Linked DNA regions of Sus scrofa: region 1 is linked to region 2. Evidence: chromatin contacts called from public Hi-C data. All regions are on one chromosome and are shown on one strand. Each heading gives the region's core, a stretch centred on a gene start, on an enhancer-like site or on the middle of the called end of the contact. The rest is flanking DNA. Distances are from core to core; before and after follow the strand shown.

Region 1 (3,516 bases), core at 182-2,681, 110 kb after region 2:
CCCCAAAGGTGGTGTCTGGGCTGGATTATTTTGTGTCTACCATGGTGCTGCTAACCTAATAGGTACTAGAAAAGGGTGACAAGCTGTAGGATTTTATTGTTGTGTGTTTCATTGTGTAAGGATATTTGCATTGTATATTTGGATAAGGGCATCCTACTCTAAAACATGATGGGGAAAAAAATCCTACCTTCCAATGAAGTGAGTTTTAATCGTGTTGCCCAGTACCAATGAATTCATGTCTGCTCACACACAAGTGCACTCACACACATGGTTCATCTATAATTTTGGACAAAAGTATTTCGTTTTTCACCACACTGCACTAGTGGGTTGGTGCATTCCACCGTTAATTCATATTCAGAGCGATAGTTCCTAGAGTTATTCTCCAGCAACATAAATGTTGACGTGCCAGTTAAAATGGATGAGGTAAATATGGCCATTCAGAATATTCTGGACATTCTATTTTATGATTTGGAACCTGCAAAATGTCCAAGGCGTGACAGACATGAAAAATTTTTCAAGGGATTCGTAACTAAACCAGTTTACGAATGGTCGGCTTAAGACTGTCTAAATCTCAGCTACAAGATCAGTTGCGTCACTGTCTTGAGTTTTGTGCTCCAGAGGGGCTGGTTTAAAGATCCAGTAGAAGTTTCCACCCCCGTTTTCTGATTTCCGTCTCACAGGGTCACCCCCTCCTTCAGAGCGCAAACCTCCCCGCATGGCAGGCAACACAGGTAGACAGTGGCGCTCAAGTTGTAATTCACTTGTGATTCATTTTCCTCCAGGAATGACTCAAGAAGAAATTTTTTAGAATTCACTCTGAGTCTTAGAAATTCAATTTGTGGAAAGGAATGGGCAAGGCTTTAATTCTATCATAATTAGTTTCATGTGTGAATGCATTAACTAATTGTTGCATGGGAAATATATTAGGGAAATAGAGTGGTGGCAGGAGGGTGGGCAGGGGTGCGTGGTGGAGAAGACCAGCCAAAGAATCTCCAGAAAGATTGGTGGCTGATCCCCTGTGTAGACCCAGGAGAGGCTTCATCAAAGGCAGACAGTTTGGGGCAATCTGATCACTGGTCTCCATCCTTGAACTTGAAATCTCGTCCACACCCAGGATTTCTGTCTCTTCTTAAGCAAGCAAGGACAGGTTTTTGCCTGCCCTACCCACACAGGGCTTGATGAAAATGTGACCTATTCACTCACTTTCTGGGCTCCACATGGAAAAAGTTAGCTTTATCCTGGTAGTAATGAAACCCGCTGTTGCAATACTTAGATTGGGTTTCTGTTGCTTTTCCCGTGAGAGCTGCATGGGCCACTTCTCTTTGCTTCAGCAACTCTGCTGTTGCTTTCAGCAACCACTGTGGACTTGGTAAGATATAGACATGACTTCTTCAGTGTCCAACCCTTGATCTAAGTGGTAGACGATTTCTGTGGTTGCAGCGAGCTTGCCTGGATTATGTCATCTCATCTTTGCCAAGAACGAGTAGTACCCATTCAAGAGACGGCGAGAGTGCCCTTGTTTATGAATAGCATTGACTGTTATTTCCTAAAGAAAAATCACCCAAGCCTTTCCTGAAACTTAAGTACTGTGCTAAGTGAGGAATTGGTTGAAAAAGAAGTGTGTGTGTGTGTGTGTGTGTGTGTGTGTGTGTGTGTGTGTGTGTGTGTGTTGGGGGTGATGGCAGGGGGGGTCCCTGTAGTTGTAATTCTGGTGAGCTTGTTTTTGACTGGGCTTCATACCAGCTTTATTCTTCCCTTTGGATATTTTCCCAGTCACTTTTGGCCTTTGTTATTTATTTATTTATTTATAGAAACTATAAAAATATTTTAATCAATGGAGAAATTTTATTATGGGATTACATGAAATCATGTGTGTGAAACTTTTAATAATTATAAAGCACCATAGAATTTAAAACATCTTTCACTCAATAAATATCTTTTGAATACCTACAAAAAAAAATTTTTTTAATTAAAATATCCTGAAGTTTCCCATGCATTGCTTGGGTTAAAGATCCAGCATTGCTGCAGATGTGGCACAGGTCACAACTGTGATGCAGGTTTGATTCCTGCCCTGGGAAGGTCCACGTGCTGTGGGAGGTGGCCTTTGTTATTTAGAGGCGGGGAAAGATCTGTAAGAGCAGGAAAGGAATATAGTTGCCTGTAAATGGAATGAACGAGGCTTCTTGCTATGTTAGAGGACAGTGTGCCTTGGCAGTGCTGGTGTTCTTGGCAGTGTTGGTGTTCCTGGTAGTGTTGGGTGGTAGAAATTAGGGTCCCAAAAAACAACAGTCAGAAAAATTACAACACAGAGACATTTTAAAAACAAAGAAGGAATATTGGTGGGAAAAATGTCTAATCACATAGACATCCTTGGGCAAGTCCAATCCATTCTAATCAGTTATTGGGAAGAAAGTAATTGTTTTATTTTTTAATTTTTTTAAATTAAAGTATAGTTGGTTTGCAATGTTGTGCCAATGTCTGCTATGCCTCAAAGCGATTCAGTCATCCTTACATATACACTCTTTTTTTAAATATTCTTTTCCATCATGGTCTATCCCAAGAGATTGGATAGAGTTCCCTGTGCTATACAGTAGGACCTCATTGTCAATAGAGGAGGAAAATATTAAAGCAGGGAAGGGGGAGTTCCCGTCGTGGCTCCTCAGAAACGAATCTGACTAGTATCCATGCAGACGCAGGTTTGATCCTGGGCCTCACTCAGTGAGTTAAGGATCCGGCGTTGCCGTGAGCTGTGGTGTAGGTGGCAGATGAGGCTCAGATATGGCATTGCTGTGGCTGTGGTGTAGGCTGGTGGCTGCAGCTCCAGTTCTACTCCTAGCCTGGGAACCTCTATATGCCACGGGTGTGGCTATAACAAGACAAAAAACAAAACAAAACAAAACATGGAAGGGGACACCCACCACCACCTGCAAATCCCCCTTTAGGCTATCCTAAAGCTAGGTTATTTGATTTTCAGGAATATGACAGGAAGGGCCCTTCCTCTTAGAAACCCACATGTGCTACAGCTGAGTTATGAGCCCCAGACAAGGGGGCCTGCCCAGTGGTGAGGATGCTTTGGGAGAAAAGGGGTGGGGGGGCACAACACCCCAGAAGAGGCAGCCCCCTGGTTTTAAGCAGGGGAGAAAGTTAGCCCTATTCCGTTAATGGCTCTCCCTTGTCCTTGTAGGTGCTGTAAATATGAGTCTGGCCCCGCTTGGAATGTTTCACATAGATTATTTTTAATAATCCTGGTCATAAAGTATCCTTATTATTCTCATGAGAAAATCGAGGCTCAGAGAGATAAAGGTTACATGATGAGATGGCAGAGTAACAGTTCACCCTGTTTCACCAGAAAACCCTTCTGTGATGCACATCATCTCACCTTTATGTACACCCCTTGCAGTTGTTGTTGACCTCAAACTTCCTTATTCTTCCATCCCTCTATTTCTCTGTTACTTGTTTCCTAAAATTTCCACCCCAGGGGATGGGGGCTGGAGGAAGAAAAGGAGCTCGTTCCCT
Region 2 (3,490 bases), core at 430-2,929:
GCGGATGCTCAGTAAGAGATTCCCGGAAGAATGTAAACTGCCTCTGTCCCAGGCTCTGTCCCACTGCTGTGTGTCTTTGCCCCTTTCTGAGTTTGGTTTCCTTCTGTGAAATAGGGATGATGATGGTAACACCCCCTCACGGAGCTCATTCCAGGATGAAATGAAGTCACTCACATGAGTGAATTAATGTCAACTTTAAAAGGTGACACACAGCAGTGGGACAGAGCCCGGGATAGAAGTAGTTTATGTTCAAGGATGGGAGAGTTGAGTGCTAGGTATCAGCTATGCTCCAGAATCAAGGCGTTAGTGGCTAAAAATCAGTTCTCATTTGTTCATTGACACTCTTCTATTCGTTGAATACAAAATCTAACTTTAAGAATAATCTCCTCCCTTGCCCCGCCAATGGAACTCAATGGAGCTATTTTCTTTTGTGGTAGAAAAAAAAGTTTTTTCTTCTACAAATTGGGCTGTATGCAGAATAAGGGCCGCCCCCCCCCCCCCCCCCCGCAACCCTGGCTGCACAAAATGTGCACAGCACTCTTCCAGCAAGCACCGAGGCTTGCTCTTATTTACACTTATTTACATATCGAGCCAGATCTCCATGGCTGCCTGCCCGGAAGCCCTATTTTTAATTGTTTGGCGCCCCAGCCACCCTTCTGACCCTTTCTGGCACTTTTCTGAGGATTTCCGGCCACTGCTAGCTTGCAAGGGAAGGCCCCCAACCAAACCGTAAGCCTCCAAGTTCAGCATCTCTAAGCCCTTTTCCAAGAGGAATCTCCAGGCAGGTGGGGCTGCGCGCCCCCCACCCCATGACGCAGAGGGGATTTGGGCTCAGGCCGGAGGGCCAGCTGCGTTCCACGTGGATAAAAGGACAGAGGACAAGAAAGCAGCTGCCCTGGGCTCTCCAGCTTCCTTCTCTCGCTGCGCTTCTGAAAGAATCAGGAGTAGTTCCCAGTGAAGGCAAAGGGCTTGTCCTGAAATTCAGACCGGTTGGCGGGTTCCCTCCCCCACCCTTCTTCTAAAAAACAGCATTTCCTTGACAGCAATAAAATATGTACTTATAAATATTTTCCAAGAGTGCCCTCTAGTGGGAATCTTAAGGCAGTGGCGCATCTTACAAATGTGACTTGGATCCCAAACTCGTGAATAAAAATAAAGCACATTCCACCGCAACCTTCTTCACACGTGACCTGAAAATAGATCCCGTTTCTTCCACGAGTCCATACAATGTCACATGCCCTTGATTGGAAATGAAGGCTGTCTTAAGTCTTTAGAAGGAAATAGTGCTCCACTTTTAGAACTGGAACTTACACACGGTGTTCAGGAACTTTCAGTGCAGGGAAGTGTGTGGAACGGGACAATGGGTGACATCCATGCGTTGTATTCCTGGGCTGCGCCGGAGTTGCTGGCCGACTGCTTTTATTTGGGCTGCGGAGGGAGCCAAGGCTGCAATAGCGTCCAGCCCCAGAGGCCACACACACTGCTGGGTTTTCACCTTGGAGGATGTGGGACAATGAGTCATTTGTGCCTCTTCCTGGTTCTTCCTGGCCAAGGTCAGCTTTCCCACTGGAACCAAGCAGGCTGGCACAGAGCCCGCGCCGTCTGGAGCCTTCCCCTGGTGCCAAGCCCAGGAGAGGGTGTGGCCCCCTCCCCCACGCCTCAGAGGGCCCCAGTTCAGGCTCCTTCCGAGGCAGCCCTTGTCCGGGTCCTGAAACCTCATTCACGCTGCTCACTTCAGCATGAAGGGCCTCCTGGCGGAGGCCTGAGGAAATCACCAGCCCTAAAGAAAGGTTCCCAGGCAGAATTCTCTGAGGAGGAAACTCCAAGGGCTTCTGGCGGTGCTCACCCCTTCTGCTGAGCTGTCCAGAGACAATTCATTTTTCTGTTTGGATTGATTCCAGTTCATCGTGCAATCACTGCTACTATGAGTCCTCGTAAAATAGCTGCCATTTCTTCCTTTCTCCACTGGATACACATATGTTGAGCACCTACTGTGTACCAGACACGGTTCTAGACTTTGAACACCAAGACAAAGTCCTGACAGCATAGAAATGACAGTCTAATTTGGAGAAAGAGGATACACAAGCAAATATAGCAAGTTGAGGCCATGAATGAAACCAAGAGGGTATAATGGGATATATAGGGGATCCTGAGATGAAGCATCTGGGCAGACTGCTCTGAGAAGTTTACCTTAAGCATCTAGTATGTGCCAGCTATTTACTGTGTTAGAGGTTAAGGATACAAAGACAAACAGAAAATGCTGTCTGTACCTTCAAAGAGCTCAGAGCCCAATGGTGAAATAATACTTCCATAGGATTCAAACAACACCATCTCACAATAGCCCTAAGATCTATGCCTCACAATAAACCTGCCCAGTAAATTATATCATCTGCCTTTTATAGATGTTAAAACTGAGTTTAAGAGATATCAGTAGCACTGTCGAGGTTTGAATTAAGGCTTGTCTTATTTCCAGATTTTTTTTTCCTATGCCGTCTTTCTCGGTGGAAATGGGGAGATAAAAAATGAGATCCCAACCCAGCTCAAAGATTTGACACAGGCAGGCACACTGCGCTGTCCGAAGTGGGTTAACACTACGCTGCTAAAGTAGAGGAAGGACCGAGACCAACACTGGTTCTACCCACTATCAAACATGTGGCTCCTGCAGCTCTAGACAGTGGTACCCAAGCCTGGCAATAGATGACAGACTCCCTGGGCCTGTAGAGATGCTGATGAAATGCTCCTCCGCCAGACTAACTCAGATGCTCCAAGTCCACACCCAGGGCTCCTCCTTGGCTCCCCTTCTCAAGGCTCCTCTCAGCCAGCAGCCAGGGAGACAGGGTCGCCTGACTCTGGGAAAAGGTGACCCAACACTTCTGCCAAAGTCATTACTGCCGGACCCTGAGCAAGAACAGGAAGGAAGAAAACACCGCTGGAAGTGACCCCTGACTATTCCTCAGCTGCTGGTGGAGAGAGATAACAGCCCGTAGTGGGCTGCATGCAGCTGAAAGTGTTAGGGTTCAAGCCTCTTCTCTGTGAGCCATGCTGTCACACCAGCACTTCTGGAGGGAACGGAGGAAGTCAACTGGACCACAGCCCTGGGTGATTTGGGGTCAACTAAATAGCCTAGATCCAGAGGACAGCCACAACTGTCTTGACACTCGGGAGCGACTGAGCGGGTGCTGCGTGTTTGCTTGTGCTGGGACAGCAAGGGACAAACGTGTGTGTGACCACAGGGTTCTTGTGGGGGCTGGGAGGTAACTCCCCTCTATACATGCCCTGTGTGGCCTAATTTTTTTTAAATTTGTATTGAAATACAGTTGATTTACAGTGCCGTGTTAGTTTCTGGTATACAGCAAAGTGATACAAATACATATATAAATGTATGTATTCTTTTTTAGAGTCTTTTCCATTCTAGGTTATTACAAGATGTTGAGTAGAGTTCCCTGCATGGCCTCACCATATACAGATTTGTTTCTATTATAGAAATGCC

The links. A called contact is a pair of places that touch in the nucleus more often than the background predicts.
Region 1: a Hi-C map of alveolar macrophages shows a contact between it and region 2, with 3 times the contacts expected there. The contact joins two enhancer-like sites. A contact is called at or near these places in 9 of 47 Hi-C or Micro-C datasets (alveolar macrophages, embryonic fibroblasts, fetal liver and 5 more).

What each region holds. Positions count from the first base shown.
Region 1 is chr8:82,476,735-82,480,250 of Sscrofa11.1, forward strand. No RefSeq gene overlaps it. Among named protein-coding and RNA genes, the nearest start is that of LSM6, 50 kb to the left of the region's middle. Within about 2 kb of position 1,432, at least 3 of the 83 cell types and tissues checked have an H3K27ac peak or open chromatin away from gene starts, as enhancers often do. A contact at or near this core is called in alveolar macrophages, where this site is marked.
Region 2 is chr8:82,368,787-82,372,276 of Sscrofa11.1, forward strand. All of the region lies in intron 1 of LOC106504715 (a long non-coding RNA gene), which reads left to right. LOC106504714 (a long non-coding RNA gene) reads right to left here. Exons shown (of 2, transcript XR_001298397.2): 2 at 1-3,490. Among named protein-coding and RNA genes, the nearest start is that of LSM6, 58 kb to the right of the region's middle. Within about 2 kb of position 1,680, at least 61 of the 83 cell types and tissues checked have an H3K27ac peak or open chromatin away from gene starts, as enhancers often do. A contact at or near this core is called in alveolar macrophages, where this site is marked.